Regions from separate parts of the Sus scrofa genome. Here region 1 is linked to region 2. A link is a contact called in public HiChIP or PLAC-seq data. All regions are on one chromosome and are shown on one strand. The core of a region is the stretch at or near the end of the contact, and the rest is flanking DNA. Distances in the headings are between cores, read along the strand shown. Region 1 overlaps P3H2 (prolyl 3-hydroxylase 2). Region 2 overlaps P3H2 (prolyl 3-hydroxylase 2).

The links. HiChIP or PLAC-seq counts read pairs in DNA pulled down with a chosen protein or histone mark.
Region 1: a contact with region 2 is called in an H3K27ac HiChIP or PLAC-seq map of skeletal muscle. The contact joins two enhancer-like sites.

Annotation. Positions count from the first base shown.
Region 1 is chr13:127,549,442-127,555,967 of Sscrofa11.1, forward strand. The region is part of intron 1 of P3H2 (prolyl 3-hydroxylase 2); the gene reads right to left. Among named protein-coding and RNA genes, the nearest start is that of P3H2, 19 kb to the right of the region's middle. Within about 2 kb of position 1,435, at least 30 of the 83 cell types and tissues checked have an H3K27ac peak or open chromatin away from gene starts, as enhancers often do. A contact at or near this core is called in skeletal muscle, where this site is marked.
Region 2 is chr13:127,438,407-127,445,136 of Sscrofa11.1, forward strand. P3H2 (prolyl 3-hydroxylase 2) reads right to left here. Exons shown (of 15, transcript XM_021070049.1): 7 at 5,571-5,611; 8 at 4,006-4,100. Among named protein-coding and RNA genes, the nearest start is that of P3H2, 130 kb to the right of the region's middle. Within about 2 kb of position 2,510, at least 10 of the 83 cell types and tissues checked have an H3K27ac peak or open chromatin away from gene starts, as enhancers often do. A contact at or near this core is called in skeletal muscle, where this site is marked.

The DNA.
Region 1 (6,526 bases), core at 185-2,684, 110 kb after region 2:
ATTATCCAGATTTCCAAACTAGAATCCACAATTGTTTGGTTATATCAAAACAATTTTGCCATAGCCAAGACAAACCTAATCAATATCACAAATGTGAAAATTTACTAAAAAACAATAGAATCACAGAGTTCCCTTGTGGCGCAGTGGGTTAAGGATCTGGTATTGTTGTTGCAGTGACTCAGGCCACCACTGTGGCTCAGGTTCAATCCCCAGCCTCAGAACTTCTACACACTGCAGGTGCAACCCAAAAAAAAAAAAAAAAAAAAAAAAAAAAGAATCGGTATTTTCCAAAGTGTGATCCATTTGTTTTAATGGAAAAGTTAACTTGTGTTTCATGCTTATGACTTGTCAGGCATATCTAAGTACTTTACATAAATTAGCTCATTTAATTGTTATAGTACCTCTAAGAGTTGTTCATCTTATAGAGTGGAAAACCGAGACTTCTGTTCATCTTCCTGATGATGAAAGTGATTCTTAGAGGCATCCAATCACTTGCCCAAAGTTACAAAGCTTTATACATATACAGGAGCTTGAAGCTAATTTGTGTCTTAAATCCAAAGTCTGATGGCGTTCCCATCGTGGCTTAGTGGTTAACAAATTTGACTAGGAGCAATGAGGTTGAGGGTTCGACCCCTGGCCTCGCTCAGTGGGTTAAGGATCCAGCATTGCCGTGAGCTGTGGTGTAGGTAGCAGACGTGGATCAGATCCCATGTTGTTGTGGCTGTGGTGTAGGCCAGTGGCTACAGCTCCGATTAGACCCCTAGCCTGGGAATCTCCATGTGCCAAGGGAACAGGCCTAGAAAAGGCAAAAAGAGCAAAAAAAAAAAAAAAAAGTCTATAAAATATAAAGAAATATTCCTCAGAACAATATGGTGTTCAACATTTTGTTCATAATTCCCAATAGGAAAGAACAACAAATCCCATCCAAGACTTTAAAGAGCAAGGATTTAAGGGGAAATTTCTCTTGGGCCACATAGTGAGTAAGAACAGGAGAGGGCTAAGTCCATGAAGATATGTCGACTTAGGGGTAAGCTCAAAAGCAGAAACAAATGGTAATTCTAACTTGCTACAACTCAAGGGAAAGATGTGAGGATTCATGAAAAGCATAATCAAAAACCAAACCAAACCACATGTCATTATAAAACTATAAATCTCCTTCAATATCTTATCTTAGATTCTGGAAATCACGCAGTCCTTTAGCTGATCAGAGAATGAAATCTACACTGTGTACCAGTGTTTACACTGAGCCTAAGTAGAATGTTTACAAACCAAACCCAAACATACAGCAAGAACTGGACAAATATAATCAAGGCCCATACAACGGTCATTTCTTTTATGTGAAGTGGACAGTTGGGGCTATTATCCAGATGGCTCAAGGAAGAAAGAGAGGGCTGTGGATTCCACCTCAGCTGGGGAGAGCTTTTGGGTGATCCCACGTTCAGCTGTGACAGTGTGCTAGCTGTTGGCTGGAAACAGTATTCTAACACCCAGCCCCTCCCACCATGCTGTCAGCAATCAGTGAGCACAGACACACAATAGGGCCAAAAGCTCCCACAGATTAAAGACAGGAGCAAATGAATGAATTGTAATCTCTTTAGCTTGGAAACACCACATATCAGAGACAATAAAGACACAGAAGAGTAGCATCAGGAGGCCCTTGGAATGGAAACATTAGAATTCATAGCTTTGTGTTTACAAAGAAATTTGAAAAAAGAGTGCAGCTGTGACATGTTGGCAAGAACACTGGCCTTAGGGCCAGAAAAGCGCCACTGAGTCACAGCTCTGCCATTCTCTCAGTGTCTGACTGGACAAACCAGTGAACCCCTGCTTTCCTTCTCCCAGGGCTCTGAGGAGGAAGTGAGGACACCATGGCGGAAGGTCCTTCACAGATTTCCTAGCATGATGCAAGTCTGGGAGGTGATTATCTTCATTTCCATGGTAATGTTTACCACTCAGAAACAAAGAGAACCCAGTTCAGGAAGCTGAGAGCTGGGACATATTATGCAAGTTCTGACTCTGTCACTGAGATGCTGCAGGACTTAAAGGAAGGAATTGCTCTGATTTTTCCAATGCTGATTCTTCCCATGCATCTGGATATCAGAAATAACAATGCTGGCTTCTCATCTACAGTTTAGTAAAAAAGTTAATTAAGAGACTGACTCATAAAACAAACAGGCTATTGATTTAAGAAAAAATAATTTCAGTTTTGAATTTAAACCCTAACAAGGCACAGCATTGACTTGATTACAGCCCTATGGTCATGCCAGTTGTGACCTGAAAAGTAATAAGACCCCCTCTATGGGGTCGACTCAGACTTTCCTCCCATGTTCACCTTTCTTCATTTCTTTCCACCTCATGTATCACATCTAGGAATTCTACTCAAAGGCCCCAACTTAATTGCTCCTAGACTTCCCACAAACTGCCAGATCATCTTTGAGAGCTGATGTTATCATAGGAATTCAAAACAAGAGGGTGCAAATATCATAACCATTGGTCTTATCAAATAATTCCTGCTCCAAGTGTTGTTTTAAGCCAGAGCTTCTACTCCCTCCTGCCTCCCCACTCCCAGGAATAAAGGCATGCTTGGGTCTGGAATGTATTAAAGGTAGTTAGAGATCTTAAAAATTGCAAGGACAAAAAGAAACCTCTATATAGGCTCTCTTATGTCTGCACGGCCCATATGTGATTTATGTAAGCTCAAAAGCATTTGGAAAAATACTTTTCAGTCATATTATTGAACTTTATGGCTAGTATGGATGTTGTCATTGTTCAAGAAAAAATGAGCAGCTTTATGTGGTAAAAAAATATAAGAGAAATTTTTATTACTATAGTAATAGGAATTTTATGAGGTGAAACAATTTTATACAGTACACATATTCTTATATGAATTAGAAATTACTTGCTTTTACATTACATTTGTACAGAACTAGGACATTTTCAAAATTCCTTCCTAGATCCTTATTGTAAACCTGTTTCCATAGATAGAGTAAATATTAGGAGTATCCTCCATTTCATAAAAAAAGGAACAGTTTTAAAGATGTTAAAGACTTTTTCAGGGATCTGTGGAATCGGCCTATTGTTCTGTAATCAGGCTATGTACCATTTAGGATTTAAACAACACTAGGGTAGAGTTAATCTCATGCTACTAAATTAAAAATTAAGAGGTGAGGTCTGAAAATAACAAATGTCACAATTCTTTTAAGGTCACATAAGCAAGATGTGAGATGAAAGAATAGATGATAGCCCGTTAGAAACATGATTATGATTATAGCGTAACATCAGCGACAATTACTATTTTCTGAGAGCTTATACTAAAAGCCAGGTTCTATACTAGGTGCCCGACAAGTATTCACTCAAGAAATCTTCACAACACCCCTATCAGTTAACCCTGTTTTAAAGACAGACTTTAAGTTACTGGCAGAAGGTTATAAAACATTATCTTATTTACTTTCTAGATCAGAGTTTCTTAAAATATATCCATTGTCCAAGGCTTATTACATGGACCACCAACAATTTCAGACTTAAAAGTGCTTTCATTAAGGTATATTTCACTAACTGAAAATGTAGATTTAATTACTATGTTAACAGAAATCCTATCACATATTAATAATCATGACATTTAAAGGTCATACAAGCTCTGGGTGTTCCCTATCAGCTACCATTCAGTTAGCAAGGTATATTTAAGAGTTCCCTTGTGGTGCAGCAGGTTAAGAATCCAGCATTGTCACTGTAGCCACTCAGGTCGATGCTGTAGCGCAGGTTCAGCCCCTGGCCTAAGAACTTCCACATGCCATGGTGGAAAAAAAAAAGTGCATTTAATATTGCTTATTTTATAACATTTACATGTTGTTTGTTACTACTAAATTTGCAATTTTGTATTACCATTGCTGTGTTTTGATATAGCACCATTTTACAAAAAAAAATGTTTGAAAGATACATGTTTCTTTAGTGAGTCACTAAAGCCTGGTAGTAGAGATAAAAGTACTAACAAACACTGAGATAAAAAAAAATCTGATTAAAAAAATACATTTTTGCCAAGTTACAGTCTATGTAATAAAAGTAATTACACTACTACTGCCTCAAAGCTTATAAAAGAGAGTCTAAAAGAGTTTAAAATTAATAACACATATAATGACCAAAAAGAAAAAGCAATGAGCTTTTGGAAAAATTCAATTTTCAAATGACTGCAGGGTGTCACATAATAGAATACACACAATGATGAGGGACAAGTACCATTATATCTTTTGATATAACTATATTTTGCTGTATAGTTTGGTAATACCCATGAGAGTAGAATCATATCTGGACAACTGAAACATATGCAAGGGAAAAGCCCAAAACAACTTGTTTATTTTTCACTAAAAGCCCATGCACCATGGAAAAGACTCCAAGGTTCTGGTTTAATTCTCAAAATCACATGAATCAGAACATGAGTGTGTTGGAACAAAATGTATTGAACTTAAAATGGATGACAGAGCACTGATTTTTATATGCAGCAAAAAAAAAAAATAGTGCATTTCAAATAAGAGGTCTCACCTGAATGCCAATACATAAACTATTATTCATAGGGAACAGCTGATATTAACATTTTATATCCTGCTCTGGACATTGTCACTGTCCATATCCTCATTATTATAGGAAGCAATGAAAATTTTGAATAAATTGAATCTTAACTATCAGCATACAGATTTTCAGAAGGGAGTCTACAGAACTGTGTAGTAAATACAGTATTTTTTCTAACACTGACATTACAGAAGAGATATACCGTTTTTAAACTGAGCAATGAAATCAAAATATTTCTTCAGGACATTGATACTGCTACATATGGAAGTTCCCAGGCTAGGGGTCAAATTGGAGCTGCAGCTGCCAGCCACAGCCATAGCAATGCCAGATCTGAGCCGTGTCTGTGACCTACACCAAAGCTCATGGCAATGCAGGATCCTTAACCCACTGAGCAAGACCAGGGATCCAACCCACATCCTGATGGATACTAGTCGGGTTCATAACCTGGTAAGCACATGGTAACTCCCGAAAAGACTATTTCTATAATTGCAAAAACCTTGTCAATTTGGCTTTCCTCTTCAATATATTCAGTATTTTATCTTGCCAAAGTTTACCTTTTTGGTGTCTAAATATAAAAAGTCCCTTTTTTGCTGCCCTGTGGCACATGGAGTTCTCTGGCCAGGGATCAGATCAGAGTCATGGTTGCAACCTACACCATAGCTATGGCAAAACCAGATCCTTACCCACTGTGCCTGGCCAGGAATCAAACCTGTGTTCCAGCGCTCGAGAGATGCCTCCAATCCTGTTGCACCACAGCAGGAACACCTAAATATCAAAATTCTTAATGTTGAGAGTACAATCCTTGGATTTATTAAGACCATGTTAAAGAGCAAACAATTTAATTGCTGAGAGTTTCACAGTTTACTAATATTTAATGACTCTGCTTTATCAGAGGAAATACTTCACCAAACACTAGAATATATTAAAGCTAGTAGAGACATTCAAGATTATATATTCCAATCACCGCATTTTATAGATGAAGAAATGAAGGCTGAGAAAAGGGAAATTCATCATCTTATCACCATAGTTAGTGGCATAGTTATAATTAGAGCCATGGTTTCCTAACTCCTCACTCTAACACTGCTACCAATGTATTCACCCAACTTCAGGCTAATAATTGTAAATTGACTTCTAAAGCTGGAACCCCCATGAAGAAGCTCTCTTTAAAAATTATGATGGGAGTTCCCGTTGTGGCTCAGTGGGTAACGAATCCGACTAGGAACCATGAGGTTGCAGGTTCACTCCCTGGTCTTGCTCAGTGGGTTAAGGATCTAGCATTGCTGTGAGCTGTGGTGTAGGTTGAAGATGCGGCTCAGATCCCAAGTTGCTGTGGCTCTGGCATAGGCCGGCGGCTATAGCTCCAATTAGACCCCCTAGCCTGGGAACCTCCGTACGCCGAATGTGCGGCCCTAGAAAAGACAAAAAATAAAAAATAAAAAAAACCAAAATAAATAAATTATGATCAAGTGCACATAATAGCATTATTAAATACCTAATTATGAGGACTAATATAGGGACAAATTCAGCGCCTAGGAACATTGACAGTTCACATTCAACAAAGTATTGAGTTCTCACCAAACACAAAAAAATAAAACAGTAATGTTAACCATGTGTGAATGTTGAGATCAAAGGCTTACACAAAACAATCTGCAACACAGTAGATATTGATAATGGCAATGTCATAGTGATTCTGTGACAATGAGAAGGAGAAAAGAAAATCATTACTTAGGAGCATGTTTTTCTTTCTTTGTTTTCTTTCTTTTTTTTTTTTTTTTATTTTTGCATTTTAGGGTCATACCCGAGGAAGATGGAGGTTCCCAGGCTAGGGGTCAAATCAGAGCTGTAGCTACCAGTCTACCCCACAGCCACAGCAATGCAGGATCCGAGCCACGTTTGCGACCTACACCACAGCTCACGGCAAGGCCAGATCCTTGACCCGCTGAGCAAGGCCAGGGATGGAACC
Region 2 (6,730 bases), core at 1,260-3,759:
TCAGCCCTCATCAGCACCTCATTAAAACCTTTTACTTTAGAACAAAGTTTGAGTCTTGTGATGGACCCTGAAGCAAAGCTATCCCTTCAGACTTCTGACCCACAGAAAACGTATGTCACTGTTAAGCTGCTACCCTTGTGATAATTTTTTTTCACTGCATGGGATCTCTTAAAAAGCATAATTTGTTTAAGAAAGATTGATCTAATCTATCTAGTTAATATTTATAGCCAAATTAAGGTTGTTCCTCAAACATCCAAGAGTGAACTGCATATTCCATTTCCTCTCAGAAACATAGAGATGTTCCTTCAACAAGAAAAAAAAGCTACTTGTAGGTTAGCTGGAAAGCATTTTATAATATAAAATTCACAGAGAAATGGAAGACAGATCAAGGGTTTAGTGAATGAGGGTGATGTGTACTTTGCCATGTTTTTCTCATTTTCTCTACTGAGGGTATATTACTTTAAATATATTTAGCTTCTTTTCAAACATGACTTTAAAAGTTACTTAAAACTAAAACATTCAGAAAAATGCCAACCATGCTAAAGCTCTGTATAAAGAGTTGTTATTATGATGGTGATTAATATTACGCTGGTAAAATATGTCTGGTGTATTGTGTTAAGTTCTGACTGAGACATCTGAATAAGTAGAGGGCATAATGGAGTGTATTTAAAAGAGGGATCCTGGGAGTTCCCATTGTGGCTCAGTGGTTAATGAATCTGACTAGGAACCATGAGGTTGAGGATTCGATCCTTGGCCTCGCTCAGTGGGTTAAGGATCCGGCGTTGCCGTGAGCTGTGGGGTAGGTTGCAGACGTGGCTTGGATCCCACGTTGCTGTGGCTGTGGCGTAGGTGAAAAGACAAAAAATAAAAAAATAAAAGAGGGATCCTGGGATATTGACAGTTTCCCCAACCAAGCCATAAGTGACATACAAAAATCAGGTGAAGGGACATACAGCAACACAGAGTCTCAAAAACCCAAACTGTAACAGGTGCAGGCAGAAGCTGTACTAGAAATCTGCCTTTCATGTAGCTAATGCAACCACCACTAAGCACAGATTTCTATACAGAGGTTTCCCACATATACATTTCACAAAAACACAAACAACTACCTACCCATTAACCAAAAGGAAAAACAAAATCCAGAAGGAAAAATAAATCCTGCCATTTAAAAAGCAAGTCTACTAGCTTCCAAATGACTAGTAGCACACCAGACAGAGAAAAACATTAAAATAAAAATAAAAACGTTGTCCAATAAGTTGTGGTTCCCAGGGCCTGATTTGATGGCTTCAGCCAATTCTTAACCACAGTCCAGGGAGATTTAGTTAAACAACTTAATTCTTCCCTCATTCATAAAGTATGTGCCTAGCTCTGACTCTCGATTTGCAATAAAGAAGAATCATCTAGGAAAATGCTCCTTTGTGTTCACTGCCTATGGTTCATGGCAGGAAGGCATATTTGACCACAAATACAAAGCCATGAAAGTTGGGACGGGAGTGTGCTAACAAGCTCTCATATGAACACAGCCCTTTACAGTTTACAGAAGACTTTCTCCTTCATCCTTTCCAAAGAGCTGCTCTCCTTCTTTTGCAGGTTGAGGATCATAGGGCTCAGGGAGGATGAGTCTCTAGTTATGCATCACTCTGGAGAACATCAAACTAAGATGATTCCTGGAAACTAAGCCTCCTGAATCCAAATTCAGTTATTTCTATTATACCCCCACTGACTCCAGGATTCTTATCAAGCAGGGTTTTTGGAAAACAGGTGGTTTAAAGAAGAATGGATAAGTGACAGATGTTTTCAGTAAGATGACATGTACATTCCATGGACTGAAGTCACTCTGGAAGGCAGGAGTCCTGGGCCACTCCCATTGTAATGGCTGGGAGCCATCCAATAGGAATTCCACTACATAACTAGTATGTAACCAGAGGACATGACAAACTCTTTGTGGAAGACAAGAAAAGCTGAAATATATTTTATCCTGGAAATATGAATCCCTTCGCACCTCCCTGACATCTGCTTTCAGCCCGAAAAAGATGTGAAAGTGTTTTCTGGTTGGGAACTTTGCCTCTGCCTACCACTGTTCCTAATTTAGACCTGATCTTAATCTCTAGCGATTGCACAGAAGCCTTTCCAGTAGATTCCCAGAGAATGTCCTAAGATCTATGAGCCCATTCAACTGCAGAAATGATAGAATCTGGTAACCAGTCAATCATGACTTTTCTTCATCTTGTGTAGTCTTCAGTTCTACTGTTCCCATTAGCTTTCCCAGCCAGTTTCTGGACATCAGATCCCCTGGTAGCCAGGGACAAAAAATGCTTTGAAATCTGGCAACTGTCCTGGAGTTTCCCAAACTTTGACAGCAAAGGGGTAGCTTACTGGCATGTATTTCCTGGGTGATTTCTCAGCTTAAAAAGCAACATGAACTCTGGCTGACCATGAGGTTCTCTGGCACTTGTAAAACAGCTTGGGCTTTGTGGCCACAAACTGAGGTCCAGGTCAGATTAGATGAGCATATTATCCTGTTTACTGCCTCAAACTGAGCTGGAAGCTGAGGAAGGAAAGGGCTGGGAAATGTGAGAGCCGTAGAGGGCCAGAAGTTTTCAAATTAGGCAGAGGAATGTGCTGACAGCTCTCTTGTTGGGGAAAGGAGGACTGTACTTCTCAAAGCAAGTTTTTAAAAACCTCTTCTTACCTTGCAATTATTTAATCAATAGGGGATGCATTTCGGATATCTAGACACTTCTGTGTTCTGTCATCAGATGAAGAAGAGAAAATGGGATTTGGATTCAAAAGCCTGCTCAACCTATTACAAGCTCTGAGACTTTGTTCAAGTCACTTAATCTCCATACGTCTCAGTTTTCTTGCCTATGAAGGGGGGACACTTGTCTCACAGGAGATGCTGCCAGTTTTAAAATGCAGTGTGTATAAATCTGTTTGTAAAATTTGAAAATATATAGAGATAATCATGATTGTTAAGTATTACTACTGCTGTTAGTATTATACTTGCTAATAATGGATTATTAGAAGAAGTTAAAACTATTTAGGAGTTCCCATTATGGCTCAATGGTAACAAACCCGACTAATATCCATGGGGATTTGAGTTCAATCCTTGGCTTCAATCAATGGGTTAAGGACCCAGCATTGCTGTGAGCTGTGGTGTAGATCACAGATGCGGCTTGGACCCCACGTTGCTGTGGCTGTAGCTACAGCTCTGATTGATTCAACCCCTAGCCTGGGAACTTCCACATGCTGTGGGTGTGGTGTATGTGGCCCTAAAAAGACTATACACACACACACACACACACACACACACACACTATATATATATATATATATATATATATATATATATATATATATATATAACACACATACATAGATGCATATAAATGTATAATTAAAAATAAATAAAATAAAACTATTTAGAAACGACTTTTAGCAACACCTCACTTAGCTCTCCACGCATTCTGAGGTTATCTAATGTCCTAATTTTGAGCCATCTCTGTGCCTTCATGGAAATTGTTTTATCCACTTGAACAGCCTGCCCTCTGCACTTCTGTCAATGCAATCAAATTCTGCTTATTTCTCAAAGCCCTGATCAGATATATACGCCTCAAGGACCACAGGTTAACTACTCTAATGTCTCCTGTGTCCTGTCTCTTCAAGTTCCTCTGATACACAGTCTATTCCACACTCTCTAGCACTCACCCAAGATGTGCGAGAAGTAAGCCAGGAAACCTCTCCAAGCTTCAGGTACTCAGCTGAGGACAGTGATGATCAGACAGTTCCCACCTGTGAGTGAACTTGGACGCACTTTTGTTGAAAACCAAAAATAGTGCTGTGTGTACCTGAGACATTTTTGGTTTTAAGCCTTGCTTTGAAAGTCTTGTGAACTGGAGTAGCTTAGTCCTACTTATTTCTCAGAGAAAATGGGCTCGTAAGGGCTGGCCATGTCCCAGCCTCTCTGTCCCCTCCTTCTAAGCATAAAAATGCAATGATACTCACCTTCTCTTAGATCTCGGTCTAACTTGGGTGATGACTTTTTCCCCATTGATAATCCATGAACTTCTGCTCCCTCCACGTTCACTCCTGAAGGGACCCTGCCATTCAAAAAAAGTTGAAATAGAAATACTTCATTGAATAAAGATGTTCAAAGGGAAAGGATATCTTACCCAGGCTGTCTAAGACTTCATATTAGATATTTTTGTTGGCTATAACAAGTCCACTTATCTTTCAATGAAATTAGATGTCATTACCTCCATGAAGCTCTTTATTTCCTCATCCAGTGTGCTCTATTTCACATCTCTAAATCTTCTTAGCAACCTTAATTCAGTTAATTGTATCCATAATGTAACCCCCTTAAGATTAGACATTGAGTCCCAACAGAGCAGGAAAAAATAATCATGTGCCAGTTTATAATGCTCAGAGTGTCAAATTATATGTCTTGAGCATAGAGTGTGTCACTGAATGAGGCTGAATTGAAATAAATCATGCCCTAGTCTAGTGGGTCTCTATCTCAAGAAAGGAGACAGGGCTTATGTCAAACATTGCAAACATATATGTGGTAGCATGATGTCCTATCAGTATACATATATACAAACTGAACAAATCCAAATGTGCATATGCCTTCTTGCATCTCTTGCAATAATTTGAGGCTACCCGGGGGTGAGCCCTTGAAGCTTAGTGAAAGACTACAAGACACTGAATAAGAAGATCTGGAGCTGCCAGTCCTTTGTGGGAGAGATACCCAAGTCATTTGCCTTGTCGGGGCCTCAGTTTCTGAATTTGATAATTAATACCAGGACTTCATGATCTCAAACACATAACTCCAACTTTATGTGGCTCCGTCAGCTGCTGGGAACATGTGAATTGACACTTGAGCACTCTCATTTAAAAAAAGAAATGTTTTTCTTCTTTTCTGATTGTGTTCATGACACTTCATATTTTAGCTTGCAGTAAAGCTTGCCAAGATAGATGCTTTCAAGTAAATGCAGTAAGATGATTCATCATTAAAAAGATAATTTCATAGTTTTTTTCTTATTATTCTTTGATTAATAAATCAAAATGAGCATCTAACTTTCTCTGATTTAGAGTCACAGAACGTTTAGTCCTCAGAGATCACCTGATTTAATCCCTTCATGTGAGGAAAAACATGAGAACCAGAGAGAAGGATAAATTATTTAAGGTCCCTCAGAAGTAACAGGAAGAGCTGGGACCAGAACACAGAGCTCCTGATTCCCAAATCAGAGCTCTTTTAATTATATCCTTCTGCCTATTTCATAGAGCTAAGTTCTTTATAATAAACATGACTCTAAGTATTTCTTCTTATTAAAAATAAACATTCTGCAGTTTCCGCTGTGGTGCAATGGCATCAGCAGCATCTCTGGAGCCCTGGGACACAGGTTTGTTCCCAGGCCTGGCACAGGTGGGTTAAGGATAAAGCGTTGCTACAGGTGCAGTGTAAGTCACAACTGCTGCTCAAACCCCATCCATGGCCTGGACACTTCATATGCCCTGGAGCAGCCAAAAAAGGAACCAAAAACCCTCCATATTCTGAATGGAGAACTTACCGATTCTCATCCTGTCGTCCTCCATATCGAATCCAATAATTCTGTTTTAAATTTAAAAAAAAAGAAAACTCAGCAGTTTTGCTACTGAAATGCCATGTGCAGAAATAAGATAAAGCAAAATATATTTATAACACTCAAAAGATCTAAAATATTAGAAAACTTGCATACTATATAAAGCTACAATATAATATATTTTTTAATTTTTAATAAAAAAATAAGGCTAAGGTTGATGTAATTTTGGCAAATGTAAAAGATGTCACAAATGGATTTTTAAAAATAGCATGGGGAGTTCCTGTCATGACTCAGCGGTAACAAACCCAACTAGGTTAGTTACCATGAGGATTCAGGTTTGATCCCTGGCCTCACTCAGGGGGTTAAGGATCCAGTGTTGCTATGAGCTATGTGAGCTAGGTTGCACACACGGCTCAGATCCTGCATTGCTATGCCAGCAGCTACAGCTCTGATGTGACCCCTAGCCTGGGAACTTTCATATGCCTCGGGTGGGGGCCTAAAAAGACAAAAAAAAAAAAAAAAAAAAAAAAAGCATGGAATTAGCCTGTGCGTCCATCCTTTTGTCCAAGATAGTGATTTAGAATTTTGTGACAGGAAGACAGAAAATCATTAAGTACAACTCCTTTATCTTTTATAAATAAAACAAATAAAAGAAAAAGTCCAGTTTGGTTAATGATCATTACAGGAACATAAAGTAAGTGATTTTTTTCTAGAGTCTTTTGGGATAACATAACTTTAAAAAAACAGTGAGAGTGGGCTAAACATATTAGACATGTTATTACTAGAAATGTATATTAAAATTAACTTTAGAACATGCCAATGAAAACGTAACTAAGAAAGATGAAAAATATTTTACAAATCAGGTTTATTACAATGTTTTTATAAACATATTATCATGTACTGTATATAAATAACATATAGCAAACAGCAAAAAGAAAAAATACATAATTCAAAAGAGAGGAAAATAATTAATAATAATTTGTGAAAAGTTTATTTTTGCTGATCATCAAAGTAATACAAGTTAAAACAACAATGAGGAGTTCCCATCCTGGCTCAGTGGTTAACAAATCCAACTAGGAACCATGAGGTTGCGGGTTTAATCCCTGGCCTCGCTCAGTAGGTTAAAGATCTGGCATTGCTGTGGCTGT